Linked DNA regions of Sus scrofa: region 1 is linked to region 2. A link is a contact called in public Hi-C data. All regions are on one chromosome and are shown on one strand. Each heading gives the region's core, a stretch centred on a gene start, on an enhancer-like site or on the middle of the called end of the contact. The rest is flanking DNA. Distances are from core to core; before and after follow the strand shown. Region 1 has its middle 21 kb from the start of PALM2. Region 2 has its middle 98 kb from the start of PTPN3.

What was found. A called contact is a pair of places that touch in the nucleus more often than the background predicts.
Region 1: a Hi-C map of heart right ventricle shows a contact between it and region 2, with 2.5 times the contacts expected there. The contact joins two enhancer-like sites. A contact is called at or near these places in 3 of 47 Hi-C or Micro-C datasets (epiblast stem cells, fetal heart ventricle and heart right ventricle).

The regions. Positions count from the first base shown.
Region 1 is chr1:250,800,311-250,805,672 of Sscrofa11.1, forward strand. No RefSeq gene overlaps it. Among named protein-coding and RNA genes, the nearest start is that of PALM2, 21 kb to the right of the region's middle. Within about 2 kb of position 1,586, at least 8 of the 83 cell types and tissues checked have an H3K27ac peak or open chromatin away from gene starts, as enhancers often do.
Region 2 is chr1:250,679,093-250,683,808 of Sscrofa11.1, forward strand. No RefSeq gene overlaps it. Among named protein-coding and RNA genes, the nearest start is that of PTPN3, 98 kb to the left of the region's middle. Within about 2 kb of position 1,864, at least 19 of the 83 cell types and tissues checked have an H3K27ac peak or open chromatin away from gene starts, as enhancers often do.

The sequences.
Region 1 (5,362 bases), core at 336-2,835, 120 kb after region 2:
AGGCATCCCAGACACAGCTGTATTGCTCCTACGAGAGAAAATTTCTCCTTCACCCTGCCGGAGAACAGGGGCAGTGATTTGTGTGGCCAATACTGCCAGACCTCCTGACATGTCAAGACAAAGCCAGAAGTCGAGATGTAGGTAAATCCCCACAGGGTTGTATTTAAGCACAGAAAGCCAGAAAGCCAAAGGAGCTGCATGAAACAAGAAATGCCAGGGAAAGGTCTACCATTTGTCTTCCCTGAGACAGAGACGGCTGGCAGAGATGCCAGTGACACTGGTGTATTCAGTTTCTCATTAAAGAAGAGGAAAAAGAGAGAAAATATACAAAATGTATCATTCCTATAATTCTACAGCAGTAGTATCATGGAAAGAAAGTAGCACAAAAAGAAAAAAGAAGAAAAAGTTCTGCTAGCATATGAAACACACACACACACACACACAAAACCCACCAAACATACAATACCAAGTAATCAAGTAAGGTACCTGAATTAGAATGGCCAAAGCTGGCCAACCAATGGAGACAAAACTCATTTTCTTCTGCTCCTGAGGGCTGCTCTAGGGTGTGTGTGTGTGTGTGTGTGTGTACCAGGCAGCTAGCCTGGGTAAGTGACCTGGGTCAGGTAATAGGTAGTTGTGGGGTTGGGGCAAAATGGGATGGATGTCTTTTCTAAAGATCATTAGCAAATGGATTCTTCTTGGATCCAAACAATTGCTGCCATGCAGACATTTTAATAATGCTGGCAGCCAATTTGAGACATTCCTTCTAGAGACATAACGCGGCCCCAACAAAATATCTCTGTCACTAATTTGCAACCTCTTTTCTAGAGCATCTTTGAGCACTTTATGTATTCGATTCATGATTGGAAGGAAAAAAGGCAATTCAAGAGGCGAAATTTCTTTTCCAGCGACAGAAACCAGAGCAGGGAGAGGCACTTACCCCCACCCCCACTTCAGGCTTCCTGCACAAAGTGTACCATCTTAGTGGGCTATGTTCACATGCCTCTTTTAAAATATACCTGCATCCAGCCAGGCAATCCTGGATTTGCCCAGGCAACTCTGTTTAGTTTGCTTTCAAATGTTTTCCTCTCACTCTTCCACTCAGAAAACATCTAAACGGAGTGGGAACACCAATTGAGGGGGGCATATGGAAGGATATCTATCTTCAAGGCTGAATCTGCCCTGAAGGTCCCCGGGTAAGGAAAAAAGAAACAGTTTAATAATAAATTATTCAAATGTACATTCATTTTTGAAACATTTTAAGGATGTTTACATTGAAACCAGATGCCTCCTCCACAGACAGCCCCCCTTTCTGTTGATTTTTACAGCTCCCCTGCTCACTTCAGTTTTCTCAGTGGGATCTTTGTTTCACTCACAAGTGGAAAGAACGTTTCTTTTGTTTGCTTTCCTTTGCCATCGTGCCTCTGGCCTCTGGAGGGAACTCCAGCCATGCTGTGATTTGGCGAGAGCAACCCTTTCATTTCACTCCTGGGGTCACGTGCACACATGATGCTAAATCCGTTCTGATGTACCATGTGCTTGGGCTTTTCCTAGAGCCCTTTTCCTCTCTGAGGTTGGAGTTTGGCAGCGATGGGAGCAGTAGATGCTCCCAAATAAAGAGGTTGAGTCAGCCCGGGAAACTCATCTCCTAGAGTAAGACTCATTTCTAGGGAATTTGTGGCTCTACGAAAATGTCATCGGAACCTAAAGCTTTTTATTTTTATTCTGAGCTGCATCCTTCGCCAAGCAAAGAGCCGGAAATCTTATTTGTTCAAATGCCTGCAGCTCTTGGCCTGAGGGTGGAAGGGGAGAGAAGCTATTCTCAAGGGTGCCTGTTTTTTTCTTGATCAGTTGGCGGTTTGTGCAGAAAAGAGAAGTGTTTCAGAAAAAGTAAATGGCAAGAAAGATCTCTAAGCAAACTTTCCCATTCCCACTTTTATTTGACCTGGTTCATCCATTTATTTATTCAAAAAGATATTTATTTAGCATCTATTACGTATTATCAGGCTCTATGCTAGGTCCTGTGAGACAGCCGTGAATGTCTCCTGGTGGGGGCAATAGAAGAGTCTAGAAAATTGTAGTGTGGCAAATAATATGGAAGGAAACACACAGGATAACAGTAGACCAGGGAAAGGCATTCCGTGCAGATTAGGTAGAATAAAAGCTGAGTGAGAGAGGACTTTTGGAAGGAGATCAAGCCCTGAGTGACCATGAGTGAGAACTAGCTGGATCAGGGCTTCTAAAAAGTCTCCTTGCATAAAAAGTATCTGGGGATCTTGTTATATTGAAGATACTGATTCCAGAGGTCTGGGCTGGAGTCTGAGGGTCTCGGTTTCTAACACATCTGGATAATTGCTTCTTATTCTCTCTTACAGTGGAGCAGTATTCTCTTATATGATGTACAAAACCTCTTTTAACCCAATGAGGGGCATTCATTTGCCGTTACATACAGTGAATAACATGGTACATGTCATTTTGCCCATGGATGATCTGTGGGATAAAATTCATGGAAGTTGGAATTGCTAGGTCAAAATCATTATGAGCTGTACTTTTAACAGACATCTGTAAAGGTTGAACCAGCAGCAGCCAATTTACTTCCACCCTGGTTAACACTATGTTAACAAACTTGATCAGCTTTTTTTGCCAGCCTGATGAGTATAAAAGAGAATAGTTTTAATTTGCCTTTCTCTTAGTATGAGTGAGTTTAGGGGTCTTATGTATTTCAAGACTATCTGTATTTTCTCTTCTATGAACTGTCTATTCACTTACTTTGCTCATTATTTTCACTGCACTGTTGATCTTATGTCTCACAGATTCATAAAAGCATATGTTAAGAAAAATAACCATTTCACTAATTATATTGAGATTGAATGAATCTCTTCTTATGTTTAAGAGCCACCATATTTTTCTCTTGAACTGTTTACAGAGTTCCTCTCCGTCCCCTCCTTTTTTCTTTTAGATTATTGATCTTTTTCTTCCTGATTTATAGAGTCCCTTGTGAGTTATGGAATCAGATTTTTGGACCCCATTCCAACTTCTTTCCCTTACCCACACTGTCTCCTCTAATAACAGTCCACTTTTCTTCATTTCACAGAATGGAAGAACATTTATAAGCAGACATGTAAAAACAATTTCCTAAAGACCCCAAACTCAGAAAACATTGCCTCAGAACCATGATTGTTTTTTCCATGGGTAGGATAATGCTAATCATTTAATCTCTGGCAAATGCATTATAATATACAACCTTTTAGAATAGAAGAATAATCCAACCTGTAATAAAATTTGCAAGCAATTTGTAAACAGAGGCTGAAGTCTAAGATATTGATCCTAGCTGGTAGAGAAGGAAAAAAGCCCCAGTGATTAACTGCACTCTTCAGAACCAGTTTAAATGCAGTCTCTTCCATGAAGTAAGTCTTGGTGTTCCTGAATGTATATTTTGCTTGCCTCTGAATTCCTGGAGAACTTTGTCCCTCTCTTAAGAGGATTATCAGTGTCTGTCTTTATTATAGTTCATTTTGTATAAAAGTATTCCTAGGAGCACTGCTAATATCCTATACTGATCATAGATTTTTTTTTTTCCCTAAAGATAACCTTTAGGAACCCAAACCACTGTCCTGTCATTGTCGTCATCTTCCTTTCCCCCTTCCCGTCCTCCTCCTTCTTCTTCTTTGTCGTGAGACTTATTGAGCTGTAAATTACATACAGTAAAATTCACCCTTTTCAAGTGTACAGTTCAATGAGTGTTATATATACAGATGTGTATCATGTGCAAATTCAAGATGCAGAACGCTTCCATCCCCACAAAGTGTTTGCTTCCTTGGACCCCATTGTCCTCTATTCCTTCTCTCCATTCTCTGTCCCTGTCAATCACTCATCTGATTTCTGTCCCTATACTTTTGCCTTTTCCAGACTGTCAATGTGAAAGAAATCGTACATGCTGGAGCTTTTTGTGTCTGGCTATTTTAACAACTACCTTGCAGTTAAACACAAAGAAAACAATTTCCTCATTGCTTTGTGGAATTTAGGTGAAACAGTCCTGCTCACCAAAGTCATACCACTGGTTAGGTAATGGTCACAAAGCAGGAGCGAAAAGGAAAGGGGGAGAAACAGAAACACAAGGCAAGTTTAATTTTTATTATACTATTTTTTACTGTTTAAAAATTGTTACTTTGTATGGAGCACCTTCTCTGTGCCTACTGTTTTCTGTACTTCACATGACAGTCTTATTGTCATCATTCCCATTCAGCAGATGAGGACACTGAGGTTTAGATGGTTTAAGTGGATTGTCCCCAAACAGAACCCTAGTAAGTGGAAAATCAGCACTGAACTGAGCTCTGATTTGAAAGACTTTATTTCATGGATTCCGCCAGGCTCCCTCTTCCCCAAAGTCTAGTAAAGGGAGTTAACAAGAAGACCCATAAGCTCTGGAAGGAAGATCTTCTCTCTAAATCACTCCCTAGAAGCCCAGAAACTAGCACTGTGTCCATTAGACAGCAGGTACCTATTAAATACTGTTAACTGAACCAATAAAGAGGAATCTATGGAGTTCCCATTATGGCTCAGTAGAAATGAATCTGACTAGTATCCATGAATATGGGGGTTTGATCCCTGGCCTCACTCAGAGGGTTAAGGATCCAGTGTTACCAGTGAGCTGTGGTGTAGGTCACAGATGCAGCTCAGGTCTTGCATTGCTGTGGCTGTGGTGTAGGCTGACAGCTACAGCTCCAATTCAATTCTTAGCCTGGGAACTTCTATATGCTGTGGATGCAGCCCTAAAAAACAAAAAAAGGAATCCATCTTTCTGATTCTTCTAATGCAAATGCACTGTATTTTCCTTCCCATTAGTTCAGTGGGAGTTTTTCGGCTGTTACATTTTCCTTATCTTAATGTTTCCTTTTTGTACTTAAAGGAAAATGGAAATTATCTCTCAATCCCTGTGATGTTATGTCATCCCAACACATGGATTGAGCAAGTATGAGTGAGTTCCAACTATCCTCTTTTGGTTTGCCTGTCATTTAAATGAAGGTTTATGTTCATTAAAGACCACTCCAAAGGCAATAGTCAACTAATTATTACTTAATATGTTCTATAGCTAGACCATGAGGAGTGAAAGTCAACCTTAAATGAAATTAACATAACTACTTAGAAACCATTTTAATAAATAGTTAATATCTAAGGTATGTTTGAATATAAAATAGGTTATATAATAAAATAGAATTGGTGAGAGTTCCGTGGTGGCTTTGCACAGTTAAGGATCCGGTGTTGGGGAGTTCCCGACATGACTCAGGGGATAAAGAATCTAACTAGTATCCATGAGGACAAGGGTTTGATCCCTGGCCTCATTCAGTGGGTTAAGGATCTG
Region 2 (4,716 bases), core at 614-3,113:
GCTGAGACTCTTAGCTCTTTAAGAGCTCCTAAACTGCTTGGGGACTCTGACCTCTCAACAGGTAGAAAAACAAATCTGTTTCCTAGTTAAGCCTCTTGATTACTCATAGCTGAGCTTAATTCTGTGGGCTGCCGGGAGTAAATAGGAGGTAAGGCTGTAGAGACGGTGAGTATGGACACTTCCTGCAAGAGGCTTGGTTGTGAAGGGGGAGAGTAGAGGTAGGATGGTAGCTGCAAAGGGACATGGGTTGAGGGAGGGTTTTATGATCTCCAAATTCACACTGGATTCTCTGAATGGAAACCTGGAGAAGATCTAGAATCTCTTTCCACGGAACATCTGTGAATCGTCACTGGGTTTTACTTTGTGGCTTACTTTCCAGAGGGAAAGGGAGTGAATCTACGCAGAACACTTGGCATTGGTCTCCTTTTAGTCCCTCGAATGGGTAGAGCTCTTTCCCATGTAGAGCCACCAAACAAGCTGATGGCCAGTTAGAATGCCCTTCCCCCTGTGGCTTATGCCTGCTTATGTGTCCCAGTCCTCCCCCCTCCTAAAGCCAGCCCCTTCAGAGGGCCCTTTCTTCAACACCTTCCCTTCACTGGTCCACTTGCCTTTGATTCTCCATCAAAGTATTTTTTTTTCAAACTGCTGTAATAAGATTTAATTCAAACACCAGAAAATTCCCCCAGGATGTACAATTTAAGAGTTAGGACATTCAAGAGTTGTGCCAGCATCACAAATTAATTTTAAAACATTCATTTTACTACTTAATTCTTAGAGCAATATCTTCAGCCTGTGCTGTTATGTTTGTTTAGTTTTTTTCTTTCTCTATGCTTTGTCCTTCTACGTTAGCCAGTGAGCCCCATCAGGACAGGGACTGTGATGGCAATGCATAGGGTTGCGTCCTAAGCTCCTAGCAGAAACCTACTCACAGAGGAGCCAGGCAGAAAGATACAGTGAAAGCCTGAAGCTTGCCTCATCGACGCTTCCCTGCAGCAGGTGCGGGGCACCTGGATGGGAGCCTGATTCCCACTCGGGAAAACTTGAGGAGGAGAGGATTCTCAAAGGGAGTGTAGGGGGGGAATGTATGCCCTGGGGAGGCTTGTAACTGTGAGGTGGGGCCGTGGTAAATTGGGAAAACATCTTCAGTATAGCTATTGTTTTCAGAGAACCAACTAGGGAAAGTAACGCTGGGCAGTATCTTTCTGGCAGGCGGGGATGCGCCAAATGTAGAGTGATAAAGAAGGGCGTGAGGTCGGCAGTGATGGAGCACCGCATTAACGCGCCACAGCGCAGGTGGACTTTTCCCTCAGAAACTCAGACAGATACCCGCTGAGCTGGCACAATGGCGTTTCCGAAACTGTGCCCAACCTATTGGGGGCAGCACTTGATACTTGCAGAGGCCAGACGCGTCTTTCGCCTGCAACTTCCAAGCCGCAAGAGCTGCAACCTTGCCAATGACTCAATTTTCCCTGCGCCCTCTGGGCTGTGCCACCCGCCGCAGCCGCGCATCTCCCCCTCCTGACAGCCCCCGGCGTCTCAGAGAAGCAGCGCCCTTCCCAGGGGAGCCGCCGGCGCACCTGGCGCCTCGGGCGCCAGGGCCCTTCGCGCGGGTGGCCACACAGCCCCGCGCGCAGCTGCCTGCGCTCTCCCTCCCCAAACACTTAAGTGGAGTGGCTTGTCTAGCGCCCAGCGAACAACATTATCCAATTGCTTCCCGTTTTATTCGCAGGCTGGGAGCTGAGAGAGCCTGAGCGTTCACTTTCAACCCTCAAGGGGAGGAGGGGGTGCGGGCTGGGAGGAGAGACGCTCCCGGCTCCACCTCGCGCGCGGCGCGGCCAGAGCGCCCGGCCCCGGCAGAGGCGAACAGCGCCGGTGAGCCCCGCAGCAGTGCGCCTGGCAGCCCGGAGCACCGCGATGGAGTGAGTATCCCCGCACAGCGCGCGCGGCTTGCCAGCTTTCCCCTTCCTACGTTGCCATGGCGACCAAGGCAGCAGGAGAATCCGGCTCGGGTCCTGGTCTCGGAAGGGTGTTTAATTTCAGCCCGGCGTGTAAGCCTAGCGTTTCTATAGCAGCAGCCGCTGCAGCAGGAGCTAAGGGCTAGGAACCCCGGGATGCGTGGTTTTGGCCGCTGCCCCTTGGCCAGCAGGGCCTCGGCGGGGAAACGGTGTTCCTAAGGAGGGAGGCATGTTCTAGGCTTCCCTGTCCCTGCCTCAAGCTTCCGCCACTCAGGGAGTTGGCCGCAATAGCCATTACTTCCGATTCGTAACCATGTCAGCATTATTGGACTGCAGTTTTTTTTTTTTTTTTTTTTTTTAAGCGCGGGGGAGGTGGTCACTGCGGATCAGAACCAAATGTGGCTCGGTGTGAAGTCGTGTAATGGAAAGATGATGAGTTAGTGGGTAACATGAGCCAGAGCTGCAATGCCCTGGCTACCAGAAACCATGAGGATCCCCTCCCCCAAATAACTGATTTGTTTCTGGGGTAATTGAGAAAGGAGATAGAATCTTAGGACCAGCAGCCCAGGTTGAATTACAACGTTTGGCATCGTGGGTACCGAGTGGGAGGGGTGGGCAGGAGAGGGCATGAAGGCAAGAGGGGCGTTAACCAGAAAACGACACAATAAAGGGCTCCGATGTGGGTTCGGACTGGGGTTCTTCTCTGTCTTTTTGGTCACTCTCCCAGGCTGCTGCTGCAGCAGAGCCACTCTGACAGGCGACAGGCTCCAAGAAAGGGTCATTTTGGGAGCCAGCTATTAGATACCTGGTCACTTGGTCATCATCTCCTCCTCCTGCTCTCTTCCCACGGATACTCCCTGACATTGAAGCTGTATGAAATCATAGTTCAGCCTGGAGATAATGTCCTGTTTTCAGGTATCAGGACTTTCATGCCAAACCCAATAAACCCTAGATGCAGCTTTCCTGCCCCACCCCCCCGCATATCTGATTGTGTACATGCAATTGAATCCTCACCATCAAGGCTGCTGAAGCAGAAGTGAGAGATGGTGTGGCATTTTGGCAATGACGAGTTGTAGATTTCAACCTCCACCTTGGCTGGTCCTAGTGTTGTTGATTTCCTACCCCAGTAATTTTGATGTCTCTAAGCCTCAGTTTTCCCATCATACAGTGGAGACAGAGATGTTCCTTACTGACTTTGAAGTGTTGGGAGGATAATATTTTATCTCTTCTAAAGTGCTCTGTAAATTGTAAGGTATACCCAAATTTAAAGGGCTGATGATTAAGGCTCTGGAGTCAGTTTGCTGGGTTTGAGTCCTTTTACACTTTGCTGCATGACGTCAGCCCCTTTGGGACTCATTTGTGGAAACAGAAATAGTAATAGTAACAACTCCTTCATGTGATATTTGTGAAGATTGCAAGACCAGTGCTCTAGCCCCTGAGCTCCAGGACCTTTTATGAAGACAAAACAAATTGATACATACAAGGTTTTTAGAACAGAAAGCTGCACAAAGTAAACTCACTTACCTATAAATGGTTTCTGTTACCTATTATTATTACCATGGTCTCTAGCATTTTACATTGACATTTTATGGGGATTCAAGTTGGGACCAAGCTCCTTTTTGCAGACAATTGATAAAGAAGCATAGTGCTCCAAGGGCAACTGAGAATAGCACTATTCTTTTTTTTTTTTTTTTTTTTTTTTGGCTTTTTAGGGCTGCATCCTCGGCATATAGAGGTTCCCAGGCTAGGGGTCCAATCGCAGCTGTAGCTGCCAGCCTACACCACAGCCAAAGCAACTCGGGATCCGAGCTGCTTCTGTGACCTACACCACAGCTTGTGGCAATGCCAGATCCTTAACCCACGGAGCGAGGCCAGGGATTGAACTCGAGTCCTCATAGATGCTAGTCAGGTTTGTTAACCACCAAGCCACAACAGAAACTCCAAGAATAGCACGATTCTTTAGATACTGTTGCAGATGCTGAGAGTCAACCAGAAGACACAGCAGGCTTGGGGATATAGAACAGCAACTGCACAGCTTGCCCCTGGCCCACTGCATTCCTATTCTTCATTGCTGTTTTCTTGACATGGAGACAGTCTTTTATAAGAGATTGAATGTAAGTCTGGTCATTCCACTGTGTGAGATTAAAGGATACCTTGGTTGTTTGCTGGGGCAGTAATTTTCATCTTTACAGTCTTACATTAATGTTAATTCTCTAATGTGTAATGTATCTTAGAATGTGAGAGTTCCACAACTATGTTCAATAACAGCATACAGGATTTGTAAGTTTCTTCCTCAGAGACCTTCCCCCCTTTCCTCTCCATCCGTTCCTAAGCTTTTGTTCCAGGTGCGCCTGCCACCCACCTGGAACTCCTTGGGATCGAAGGCCTTTCCCATCACATCCTTCCTCTGCCTCCACAGGATCTTTTTTTTTTTTTTTTAATCTTTTTGCCATTTTCTTGGGCTGCTCCATAGCATATGGACGTTCCCAGGCTAGGGGTCAAATCGGAGCTGTAGCCACTGGCCTACGCCAGAGCCACAGCAATGAGGGATCCGAGCCGCGTCTGCAACCTACACCACAGCTCATGGCAACGCCGGATCATTAACCCACTGAGCAAGGCCATGGATTGAACTCGCAACCTCATGGTTCCTAGTCGGATTCGTTAACCACTGAGCCAAGACGGGAACTCCCTCCACAGGATCCTTATTGGTGTCTCAACCAGCCTCCTCCTCCCCTGATCCACCTGGCCCTGGCTTTCCCAT